Linked DNA regions of Anas platyrhynchos: region 2 is linked to region 1. The links are chromatin contacts, called in public Hi-C maps. All regions are on one chromosome and are shown on one strand. Each heading gives the region's core, a stretch centred on a gene start, on an enhancer-like site or on the middle of the called end of the contact. The rest is flanking DNA. Distances are from core to core; before and after follow the strand shown. Region 1 holds the start of CCNY (cyclin Y). Region 2 has its middle 7.8 kb from the start of FZD8.

The links. Hi-C and Micro-C count contacts between places; a contact is called where the count stands out from the background.
Region 2: a contact with region 1 is called in a Hi-C map of subcutaneous adipose tissue, with 4 times the contacts expected there. The contact joins the enhancer-like site here to the promoter of CCNY in region 1. A contact is called at or near these places in 4 of 8 Hi-C or Micro-C datasets (liver, skeletal muscle and subcutaneous adipose tissue).

What each region holds. Positions count from the first base shown.
Region 1 is chr2:145,676,689-145,682,985 of IASCAAS_PekinDuck_T2T, reverse strand. CCNY (cyclin Y) reads right to left here and starts at 1,979. Exons shown (of 10, transcript XM_027450481.3): 1 at 1,377-1,979. The coding sequence starts at 1,530.
Region 2 is chr2:145,835,105-145,841,583 of IASCAAS_PekinDuck_T2T, reverse strand. No RefSeq gene overlaps it. Among named protein-coding and RNA genes, the nearest start is that of FZD8, 7.8 kb to the left of the region's middle. Within about 2 kb of position 3,658, at least 2 of the 8 cell types and tissues checked have an H3K27ac peak or open chromatin away from gene starts, as enhancers often do. A contact at or near this core is called in subcutaneous adipose tissue, where this site is marked.

The DNA.
Region 1 (6,297 bases), core at 730-3,229:
TCCAAAGAGCTGTTTTACCCAGCTCTCTCCAGTTGTTTCATGTCTACAGGCATTTACTGACCACCAGTCTCCTCAGTGACAAGTTATTTCCTGGCCCCTACCCATAAAGAGCAGCAAGATCAGAGCAAGGCACAAAAATGAAACTTGCAATTGTTTGCTCTTTTCAAGAATCAGACAGCTTGCCCATTTGAAAACATGGCACTTCACCAACAGCAGTCTTGGACAAAAAGCAAAAGCACACACAAAAAACAAACAGACAACAACAACAAACATTCAAAAATTATTAATACAAAACGTAACTTGTTAGAACACTAAAAATCCCGCCCCAGGATTGAAACATACCACAGTTTAAAGAGAGACAGAGCAGACACGTGCCTTGGTCCAAGACACGGAACAACCACCCAACACAGATTGTTTCTTGATATAATCACTAAGCTACAGGAAGTTATCTGCATTGTATGCACATCTTAGCAAGCACACGTGCCCTTACTATTTTCACCTATGCCCTTCTCCCATCCAGGGGAGGAAAAAAAAAAAAAAGGCATCAAGAACGAGGCACAAAACCCACACTGATCTGACCAAAAACTTTACTGCAGGATCTGTCGGTATGGATAGAGATGCACGCTGCTACGCTGGACAACGCTGCTGCTGGCAGAATTCATCATTCAGAGCCCAACAATTGCTTCTTTCATTTCCCTGACTTTCTCAGAGCAGACCATTATGTATTTTTTTCCACCTACTGCTCCTCTTACACTCCGATTTTTCAGCTGCGTGCAGCAAAGACATCTGAAAAACATTCCGATTTCCAGGACCGAATTCCAGAATTCGGAGAAATAACCTTACCCCGAGCGGGCACCCATCCGCTACCAGGGGCTTCACAACCTCCCCAGTGCCAGGAACTGGCTTAGCACAGAACCGTGCTAAAACCCCCATCACATCAGCTACGAAAATAAAAACCCCGGCGGGCAAAGTCGCTCCTCCTGGTGTGGGCACTGCCCCGGGACGCCGCTGACCTTCCCCAGGTGAGGCTGTGGGGTCAGTGCTGCCGGTAACCGGGGCCCCTACAGCCTGAGGGGGTGCAGCTCCTCCTGCTCTGAGGGGCCGGGGAGCAGCCCCTGCGGCTTCTGCCCGCCGCCGGCGATATGCGCGACAGGCGACAGTCGCGACAGGCCCGGCTCCGCGTAACCCAGCCCAGGCGTCCCCCAGCACCCCGCTGAGGTGCCGCAGGGCTCGGGCACCGCACCCCGGCGCCACACGGCCGGGGCTGGGACGCGGGGACACCGCGGCCGGGCAGGGCGAGGGGACGGGGAGCGAGGGGGGGGAGCGGAGCGGAGCGGAGCCCCCCCGGGGTTCGCCGCCCGCCCGCCCGCCCTCACCGTCGATGTTCTCCCGGTCGCTGATGTGCTGCAGGTTGCAGCCCGTGTCCTCCCGGCTCAGGTCGGCCTCGGGGCGGTAGGACTCCAGCCGGGAGTGGGCATTCCTGCGCAGCTTGGGGCTGGAGGAGACGCAGCAGGAGGTGGTGTTCCCCATCTTCGCGGCTCCAGCCCACCCCGGCCGGGGAGGAGGCGAGGGGCGGCCGGTCAGCAGCAGCAGCAGCAGCAGCGGCGGCGGCGGGCGGCCATGGGCGAGGAGGAGGAGGAGGAGGAGGACAAGGAGGAGGATGGGGAGAGGCGGCGGCTGCGGCGCCCTGCGGCTGCACTCGCCGGCGGCTCCCGCCGCTGGGTCATCCGAGGCGGCAGCCCCGCGGCGAGGGCTGCGGCAGCGGAGGGCGAGCTAAGCGCTGCTGCGCGGCCGGGCGGCGCAGGGCCGGCCGAGGCACAGCCCCATCGCCGGGCGGCGGGGCCGCCGCGCTCCTCCTCCGCCCCCGCGGGCCCCCCTCACCCCCTCGGCACCGCGGCAGCCGCAGCGGCAGCAGCAGCAGCAGCAGCAGCCGCCCCGGGCGGCCTCCGCCAAGCGGTTCCGGTTCAAGCGGGCGGTGCCGCCTCCCGCTCGGGCCGCCGGCCGTGCCCGGCTCTCCGGGGGCTGAGGGGCGGCCCCCGAGCCTGCCGCCTGCCCGCTGCCGGGCGGCTCCGAGCCCCCTGTGGGGTTCCGTGAGGTGAACACGAAGCACGGGGATGGGCGAAAGGAGCGGCGGGGCCGAGGTGGAGGATCCCGGGCGGCGCTTCACGCCCTGAGGGCCGCAGCTCCCCACACACAGCCCCGCTGCTGCCCCTCGGGTGCTGCCCCTCACGGCAGCGGCCCCGTGCCCCCCAGCAGCCGGGTGTGTCCTCGGCTTCGTCAGGAATTCAGGGCATCACGGAATCATAAAGGTTGAAGAGGTTGGGAAAGGCCTCCAAGATCATCTGCTCCAACCACTAAACCACGTCCCCAAGCACCACGTCCAGCCTCTCCTTGAACACCCCCAGGGACGGTGACACCTCCACCTCCCTGGGCAACCCGTCCCAACGCCTGACTGCTCTTTCTGAGAAGAAATGTCCCCAAATTTCCAACCTAAAGCTCCCCTGGTGCAATTTGAGGCCATTCCCTCGAGTCCTATCACTAATTATCTGTGAGAAGCTGATGCCCAGCTCCCCACTCCACTGTTGGTCATAGATGAGTGGACAGAGAGCGTGCAACCGACTGGTGATGTGCCCCTACCACGTATTCAGAGCCTTCCCAGTCAAAATCCCTTTCTCCGGTATCAGTGTAATCCTAAAGATGGAGACTGTGGATGTTTCTCATTAGTTTTGTTTTCTAATCTTTATAAATCTGAGCAAATCTTGTGACTACTGGAGGTCTGAGTCATGGTGGAGTCAAACGGTTTCACTGATAATTCGATTACAGAGAGACACAATTGTGTCTTTGTAAATAATGCCCCAAGTTGGATAATTACATGAAAGATTTCAAGTTTTCATACTGCATTTTTTTTCAGATCACACATTGCAAAGAAAAAATATTTTTTATTCAGTGTTTCAATGTTTATTTGATACAAATGAACTCTGCTGGGGTACAAAACAATAAAGAAAAATAACATTTTAAAAAACATGTTGTGGATGGGGTTCTGTAAATAACTCTGCGATACCCCGCAGCAGCGAGGTACAGCCATTTGTTACATTGTCCTTTTGTGTTTGAGCAATGCAAGATGAAAAATACATTTAGTATCTTTTGTGTGTTAGTCTCTTCTGTAGCCTGCATCCAAACAAAAGGAAATTAAGCATTTGCTGGTGCTGGGCCTTAGAAATATTGTCCCATAGTAGGATGTAATGTCAACTAGCCCTTTCAACCACCACCACGTAGGTCTCTGCAACCATCAGGCATACCCAGCTCCTCAGCTGGAGGGCTGGAGCTGCTCCCGAGCCCGCTGCCAGCCCGCTCTTCTGCTCAGACCAGGACATGGCATAAACCGCGCTCACCTCGCCAGAGCCGATTAATTCACAGATGGTCATAAGCAGTCATCAGAAAAAAAAAATCAAAAACAACTTTGCAAGAATCAAATCTATCCTAGGATACGTAAAATAGAAAAATAAATTGTTAGCGAAATGTCTAGCTCACACCTCACAGGACTTCTAACATCTCTAAATCTATTATAACAAATCCTTAATCAAATCTTTATGTTGTACATATTCCTCAGTTTTCATAATCTTTGAAACAAACCAGGCAACAACATAATGATGGAGATGGGTTAACTGCAAAGTCTTCTTATCTAACTAGATAAACTAAAGACAATATTTTCTTCATTAGAAACAAATGGTTTAAACTTCAGTCCATATAATTTAAAGGTAAACATTAAAAATGTTTTAAAATATAAAATATTTAATACTTGTGATCACCAGTGGTGACCACGTAATCACTATGTAGCAACCTATTTTCCTGCTTGCAATCTCTTGTTCTGAATTTTTCATATGCCTTTATTCCTCCTCTCGCCCTAAGAGCTTGCTGAAGTACGTTCTAATGGCAAAGGTGCCACAATGCCTACTTAAGGATAAGGTCAAGGAAAAGGAACACTCCTCTAGGGTAATGGTCTCACGCTGGTATCTAAGTGCCGAGACAAGTAAATAAATGAAATACGTCAGGAAAGCATGTTTGGTTTTCAGTTGTGACAACTTTATTTCAGCTGTATCAGGTGTGTAAAGTAAATTATTATTTGATAAATGTTGGCACCGTAAAGCAAGAACAGTTCACTGTACCTCATGACTTGCTTAGATGTCGTGTTTCAAAAGACGATCTTCTGTGTCTTTCCTTGCTTGGAGACCATTCTGTCCTTTAAGTTTAAGGTTATGTATTTTCATGAGTTTGTCCTCCCAAGGGACTTAATGCATCAGCTGAGGAACACCATCAAGCACCTAAAACTAAGGCCAAGGCTGGTCAGTGCTGAACTACCTCTGTTTACAAAGGGCTTCTTCCTGCATAAAGATATTTTTTAATCTGTAGCATCTCCACTATACGGCAGACAATGTACTTTTATAGGTTTAATGTTAATAATGTGACCCATTAAATTTTGTTCTTGAAGTCTTCCTGGTACGTCATCAAAAAATGTAGAAGATGTAGGTCACTGTTTTGCTTAGAAAAGGTTTTTACCTATTTGAGGTACAAAGAAGTGATAAATATTTTTTAACCCCAAAGTACTTTCTGCTTGCAAACATAATGATATAGGAAACACAGGTTAAAAAAATAAAATGAAGTCCTTTAAAATAAAGGTTTGGTGACAACTAGATGTTCTGACTCTAGGTTGTCTTCCAGATTCACTCTGAGAAATTTGTGTCATACAATACCTTCCCCACACTGCCACCTAATGTTTAATAGGAGTCCTACTAACAATTTAGGCATTAAAGTCAGGCATTATTATCAGGATGCTATATTGCCAAATTTATCTCAGGGTTGATTGTTGTATGGGATTTTTTTTAGAAGAAAGCTTTAAATGAACATTCCTATGTACAAATGTGAAAAGTGATTTGGCTGGTCGACTGAATCATACCCTAACCTCTGTTTACAATCATGCCTAAATTTATTTTGACTAGAATATTGACTAGCACAGCAGTGATGAACAGCTGAGGGATGTTAATTATCAACCCTCTGATTTTTTTTATTATTATTTGTTACTTATGTTGCAATCCCCAATTCAGTGGCAGCAAAAGACTTTCTTCCTCAAGGCAAGTTCTTCCCACTTGATTCTGACCCAACCAGGAAGGCGAAGTCTTCGCATTCCTCTAGAGGATGCGTTCACCCATCACGGCTCAGACTTCACTTAGATGTGTGGGTTCAGGTGGACTACTCCTGGGGCACATTCCCTCTTTGTTTAGGGTGTTGAGTCTTCTAGGATTAAAGCAGTCTTCTCTTTCTTGAAGGAAATTTTCCAGTGCTTGCCAAAAAATGTCCTTTCAGTCATGTCACAAGCTATCTGGAGCCCCTCCTATGCCTACCCCAACCATGATGCTGTCATCAGAGGCACCTGGAGGTTTCTGTGGTACCTGGCAGAGTGATCCTGCAGTGACCAGTCACAGGTCTTAACAAGACTTAACAAGAATTGTGTAAGTTATGGAGTTCCTGCTCAGTGTTACCTAACTGAAAACATTTCAAATGGATTTTTGTCAACTGAAGGCAGCCCTTTGGTGAACGGCACTCTTGTATCTTAGTGAGTAAGCAGCTTTTCTGACTCTGAGAGCAGCACATGGAGTAAACCACGATTTCTTTTGAAAGCAAAGGGCAAAATTCAGGCTATCTACTATATGTATTTAACTGCTGTGCATGAATTAGGATGTTAATCTCCTGCCAGCTACTGAAGAGGTAATATTCTAGGCAGTAAATTAGGGCACAAAGTCACAGTCCTGCTCTGAAGTGTGTGACAACTGGAGAATCCTAGGATAATATATAATAGCCAGATAATATATTATCTGGAGTATTATTGCCAGTTCTCTCACCAAACTGAAATTACTGCAGAAATAGAGAGTATCCCTCAATTAGGGAAAGGCTGATCATTGTTTTGGGTGAAACATTTCATACTGGAATATTTATATATACACTTAACCATTCACACTTTATTTTTTTTTTATCTCTCCAGGGATGGAACAAGTTAAGATCTATGCCTGGAGGCAGTCAGAAGCCCAGGCATTGTGCACGAGGGAAGATCACCCGCACAGCACAGAGCTGCAGTTTGGCAGAGGAGGAAAGCGGGAACAAAGCAAACTGTACCAGGGAAGCTTTTGTGGGGGAAGGCACAGGCAATTGGATTTAACCATCTGGGTGGAATTTGACTGGATTAGCTTTGGCACAGTTTCACATAGTCTTAATTCATCAGTGAATGGAGTAACTATATTGGAA
Region 2 (6,479 bases), core at 2,409-4,908, 160 kb before region 1:
ACTGCTTTAGACATTCCAGATATTTTTATGCCTTCTGCTTATATTCAGTCAAATTAGCAATAATTTAAAAGCAATTGGTTAGGTTGTATGTTAGCAGTGAAAAGATAGCCCCAGGTCCCTTATTAACCTGTCAATCATGATAAGAGATGGGCAGCTACCCTACTAATGACACAGATATCAATCATTATTTGTGGGAAAAACCTTGTTCCATTGAGCACTGACTTGATTATTGGTGTCCCTTTCAAAGTTCCCAACACTTAATAGAGTCCTCCACTTCTACAAAGTTACCAGGATCGTGAAAAGGAAGAATTGAAAATGCCCATCTCCGGCTCCTAGGAGGGAAAAATAATTTTAACTTCTCAAATCTAAAGGATGTTCCACTGGGATTTGTGTTTGCTGCCTGTTTGTATACCAACCAACCAGAATATTGACGTGTGTAACAAACAGAACAGACCTCTTCTACCCTGGTGTTTTCCTTTAGGTGAGTTGCAGTGTATTGCTGGAAACCTTTTTTTAAGGATAGTTTCTCAACATTTAGATTACTGCAGTAGTTTTCCCTGATGATGGTGGGGCTAAGGTAGAGGTTTTCTTCCTCCTAGGGAAGCACTACATACAGAAGCAGGATCACCCAGCAGATAAAATGTGTTCCTTCTCCTCCAGTGTATTCTAGCAAGGAAGGGGAGCTGGGGAAGCCAAAAGCATTTGGTGGGAATTTGTTTAGATGAGTCTCTTGCAGATTACTGGGGCTGAGATGAAAGCACTTCTAGTAAAAATAAATAAATAATAATAAATATATATATATATATAAATAGGAAGTAGCTTTGTGGCTCAGCTTACCCTGGGATCAGCTAAGAGGTGCTGCAGGTAGGTGGCCATAGCCAAGAAAGCAGTCCCAAAATTAGTCAAGTTAGCAAGATGCCTGCTTTGGCATTTGGAATTGACTGAGCAATAATGCAAAAGTTAAACAAAGATTATTAGATAATATTCAAATCACTAAACTACCAACATGTGGAAAGGGTGCTAGAGAAGCTAATTTACTAGTACAGATTTTTATGAATCAACATAAAAATCTATGTCTGGGGAGAAACACAAACAAAAACACCTAACAGCAAGGCATTTAGGTATACAAGAAAACAAAAATCCACAGCTACACTGAACTTCCCATTATTATGATAACTTCTTATCAGATGTCAATTTCCCTATGAAGATCTCCAAAAACATGATGAGATGGTAGGAGTTGAATGTTAATTTTCAAGGTCTGATGATAGACTGCCTTCTCCCTAAAGCTGCCAGAGAACCACTAAAAATAGCCCCAACAGACCAGTGACCCAAGCGCTTGCCTGCAGAGCAGGACTGCCCTAGGCATCCCAGGCACAGGCTCACCCCTGGGCAGAGGTAGCACCCACGCCAGCTCCTGAGAGCCAAGGGGAAGCCTGATTGTCACCGATGTGGCTCCACAGCACAACTTGCACAGCAACATTTGGAAAGCTGTGTAGAAGGCAACTAAGAGCCTCCTGCAGCTCACAGAAAGGTTTAACTGCTTTATTCAGGAGAGTGACTAAGCTAGCAGAGAAACATGTTTGGGGATTTTTTTTCTTCTCTATTAAGGAGCATACCTTTTGAGTGCTCCTTTTCTTTCCAGGACCCTTTCCTGCTTTACGTGTTCCTGCTTCAAAAGGAAATCCCATGGATTAGCCTCCTCCTGCTGTAATGACTGAATAATCCTGCAGCCTCCAAAGGAGCTAGGCCAGCTGCCTGTGGGCATTTTAAAAAGAGGCAGAGCAGCCCAGGTGTGCTGCAGAGCATTTGGGAGGGACACCTCCCCTGGGCCCTAGTGCTGATTCCCCCAGAGCTGCATGTAAGTGTCCTGCAACCTGCTCCAAAGCTTTCTCTGTGCTGAGGAAGCTTTCCTGAAGCTTCAATAAGCAGTTAGCATGGAAGAGAAGGGACTTTAGACAGGGAGGAATTGGGAAATTCTTATACATTGGAATAATGTGAAAGTGGCCAGGCATTCTCGGAAACTTTTTATAGTTCCTGTAATAAAAGGCCTATGAAGGCTAAGACTGGTACACAAAGAATCTTTTTTTCCTTCTTTCTTACACAATATTTAAAAATCAAAGTATCATAGAGAGTTCTTCAAAGGTGTTTGACTAGTCCTATAAAGTCTCACATGTGTAGGTATGAAATCTGAAGGTGGGGTGGCCACTATGGGTATACACTGGGGATAGTGCTATATGCTTATAATATACATATAAGCATAATAAACTTATTTCAAAGCACTGCATTCAGTACAAAAATTAATCTACTGTGTTAACTCTCTTAACCAACAAAGGCATAAAATTTTATATGGGACACATAGGCCACCAAATGTGGGGAAAAAAGTGAAATGGCAATAATGGACACTCAAAAAAGACAAAATAAAGATGCTCTTGGAGTGAAAGCTGACCTACAGTCTAGGTCACGATGGAGGAAAGCTCAGTGTCACCCAGTCAAACCAGCTTTTAGAATCACAGCCAGTTTCCAAAGTGTCTGTTACAACCTGTCTGTAGCATGCCCAGCTCCTGTCCCCCATTTCCAGAGCCATGTGGCCCGTGTTTCTCTAGGTACACGCTTCTTCCACCCACCATGGTCTGCCCAGCTTCTGGCCCAGCAGGCTAGCAAGTAAGGAACAATCTCTCAATTTCCCATCCTGGCCATGTTCCTCCTCTTTTTGCCCTGCATACCAAAATTGGACGGTATTGAAAAAGACAGCAGACCTCTTCCCAGAATTAAAGAGGCTGGATCGCAAAGGTCACCCTGAAAACAACAGGGTGATCCTTAGAAGAATAAGGAAAGTGCTGTGCAGGTGGTGGTCCAAGGAAGAAATATTAAACTAGGCAGAATCCCTGCATGTGGTCATGACTTTGTAGGCTACCTATAAGAGAACTCAATTAGAAATGCTCAGACAGCCCTATTTATTTAGCCTTTTATAAATGCCCATCATTACTGTAATCAGGTATATGAATTTCACTAGTTCAGCAGAAAGGATCATAAATTGTAAATGCTGTGGTGGAATGGAAATAAGTAGTGTCTGGTATTAAAATGTGGAGCCATAATCTATGGTGACTAAGGATAGTCAAATCACTTCAGAAACTAGCACCTAAGGTCACATGCTGAACGAAGCATTTTGAAGGCTGAGATAATACTTTTTCACTCCTACAACTCTCTTATCCATGATCTCTGGTGAATTAATAGCCAAATTTCTTCTTGGGAGAAAATCGCAGGCTAACGAAGCGTATGTGCCAAGCCTAGAAGAACCTGGATTTCCTGACTCCGTGTGCCCAGTCACGCTGCGTTGCACAGGCACATCCTCACACGCGTGCCCTCACCACAGAGAGGCCACGGCCCCGCGTACACGGTGTGTGCAGGGTCCCAGGCGGCACAAACGGACTGGTGGGATCTCAGAGGAAAGAAGCAGTAGGGCATGCAGCCCTCGAGTTAGGCTCCACCACTCTAAGTGAGGTGTAGGCTGATGTTAAATCGCCTTTAAGTGTGCAGACAAATGACTCGTCCTCCCCAGTCTTGCAGGCAGCCGTGGAGCAGAGCTGGGCACTGCCTCGCCCAGCGCTCCTGGCACACTGATTGACCGACTGACTGACAGACCGACCGACTGACTGACTGACTGACCGCCGGGGCCGGGCCCGCTGCGGCCTCCGCGGGTCGGCCGGGTGCCGGGGCACCTCCATGGTGCTGCTCGCCGGCCGGCAGCGCCCTCGGCTGGGCGACGAGGGGAACGTCGGCTTCCTGCCTGCCGGCCTGCTGTGCTGCCCTGTGGGCCGGGAAGGTCTCAGATCTGGTCCTGTCGGTGCTATGAAGCTTCCCCACGCAGCTGGGGAAGCTCCGGTGGAAACCCAGGTCTCCAGCGAGAGGAGCCCACAGCCCATCCATCCCCATGTGCCTCACACAGCACCAGTCCCTGAGCCCTGCCCGCTGGTTCCTGGTGTGCCATTCCCCATCCCCATCACCTTGTCACCTTCACCCACTCCACCACATTGTCCCTTCCTCTGTTCCCTGGTCCCATAGGCGCCTTGCACTGTTTGCAGCCTTCTCCCAACTTCTCCTCTCACAAAGCCCAAAACTGCAACAATTCCAATGCTTCTCCCCTGCCCCATGTGTGTTACGAGGGCAGCACACCCCAGGAGCTGCTTGCTGCAGGGCCCCCAGGCTGGCTCGGGTCTGCCAAGCCCCCTGCATGCTCACCCGGCTCCAATACGTGTTGCTGTGACCCCAGCAGCGACTGCCACGGCAGCCAGCAAGGAGCCAGAGCTATGGTGTCCTATGGTAAAGCATTGCTTCCAAGAAAAAGTGAAATTTAGCCAGAAAGATGTGGGCTACTCACTAGTCAAACCCAATATACTATAAAGGAGAAACTTGGAATATTTCATTTGGACGCTCTCTGTTTTTCTTTTACTGTGTTGCAGAAAAATGGTTCTTTTCCAAACATTTTTGCATTATACGTGACATACTAGATGTTTTCATACATGCTTTAAATATATTAGCTAGATGTTCTTTCCACTAAAGATTTGTCATTGCTAGAATACACCTAGCGTTTTTCACAAAGCATTAGTCTCAATTATTTTTTCTGCTTGAAGTTGTCCACAAGATAAACCTTTAAAATGACTACTGTCTGCTTTTCATACCTTCTGCAATTAGAAATGACCATTTTCAGGCTGGGAACTGGTATGATTCAAAAGGTACCTCAAACAGGACACCCTCATCATTTCTCAGTGGTTGACACCTAAATGGTCTCATTCAATGTAAATTAGAAAATGTAGCAATCTGGCTTATGAAGCAAAATGCTTTCTTTGGCTTTCTGACCAAGTGTAGGGTAGCGATAAAATTAAATCTGGCTTTTTGGAAGGGGAGCGTTTGCCATCCAGCTATGGGCCCTGCAGCTCTGGTACGTCCCGTGCTCCTGTACATTGCTGCCATCTGGAGCTACAGCCTCACCGCGCCGCAGAGCAGGCAGGGCAGCTGCTGCACCGTGAGCAGCTCTGCTTTCTTTCCCCAGACCTGCTGGCCACAACACACATTTGCAGTTGTGATTTTTTAAGTTGAAATTATATATATATATATATATATATATATATATTGCTAAACTCCAGTTAAGCGGTATTTTGGCTGTAGCATTTAGGAAAACCACAGTTTTCCAGGATATAGAGCAGGGCATTAGGAACAGTCTGATCAGGAAACCACAGAGACCCACAAGGAGCTTCATTGCTGCCATCCTCTAGCTCATTAGTGTACAAGAATTGTGTGTGTTGTTTTTAGCAGCTAAAGAGTTATTTATGGCTTCTATGTTCTCAAGCCAAAGTGAGTGAGGGGTGCAACCAGGGCAAACGCATCAGAGCAATGCAAATCACTGACAAGGCATCATGAATGCAAGCTGAGCAGAATTTAAATACAATCCATGAATGAGAGGAAAGATTTGCATGAAGGAAAGAATCATTAGAATCTGATTTAACAAGCAGTATATAAAATGGGCCTTTGCAGCTTAAAATGAAGCAAAGCACATTCACGTTATACATTCTTAATGAAAAAAAAAAAAAAAAAAAAAAGGAAAATCACAAAAAAACTAATTTATTAGTAGAGCTTGGAATGGAAATGGTTTTCACAGAATACCTTTAGATCCCGATTCAGAAACTTGTGCTTGATTGCTTTCTTGAATAGAAGTGGATCATAAGCATGTAGGGTGGTAAGGACTATTTAAGTGCATGCCAAAGTCCCATTGATTTCAGCAAGATTTTATAAGATGCTTAAAATGAATGTACGCCTAAATGTTTTCCTGAACTTTTTTGAGCTAGGGTTTAACTCATAAATTTACACAGTGCTTTCAAATGCAATTCCTTTTGGGAAAACAGGATAAATGAGAACTACATATTTATTTATTTATGCATTCCTGTCATAAAAATAATTTAATGAAGAATAATTCCTGGTAGAATTTCCTGTAAGTTTCAAAAGCCAATAGTGAAAAATCTGTGGAAAATGGAAGTGATTAACATTTACTGAGCAACTTTTGTAGATCTTGTATGGGTTTTATCCCAACTAAATTATGGAAGATTTTAGATATAAGGTATTATATAGGTAATGGCAGTCTATTGGAAAAGGATATGTTATTTTGCATTGTGATATATTCTGTCTTTGAGAAAGGTAAGAGAAATTGCTTTTAAGACACTCCTGCTGTTTATCATTTCCAGTCAGTGGTCACAAACACTAGTCAGAACAAACTTTAATTTAATGCCTCCTATAATGCATTGTGTCTACCTCTAAATGTCTTGTCTTTTGATGCAGTTACTGAGGTGGCAGGTCCTGATGTGCTGTTTTCCTGGTAATATCTTTCTGTCAACACTGGACAATATTTTAGTTTTTATTTAAGCATTAGTTGAGCTGTGTAATTAGTATACTCCTAGCATACTCCTGTAGAGCTACAGCACTTCTTT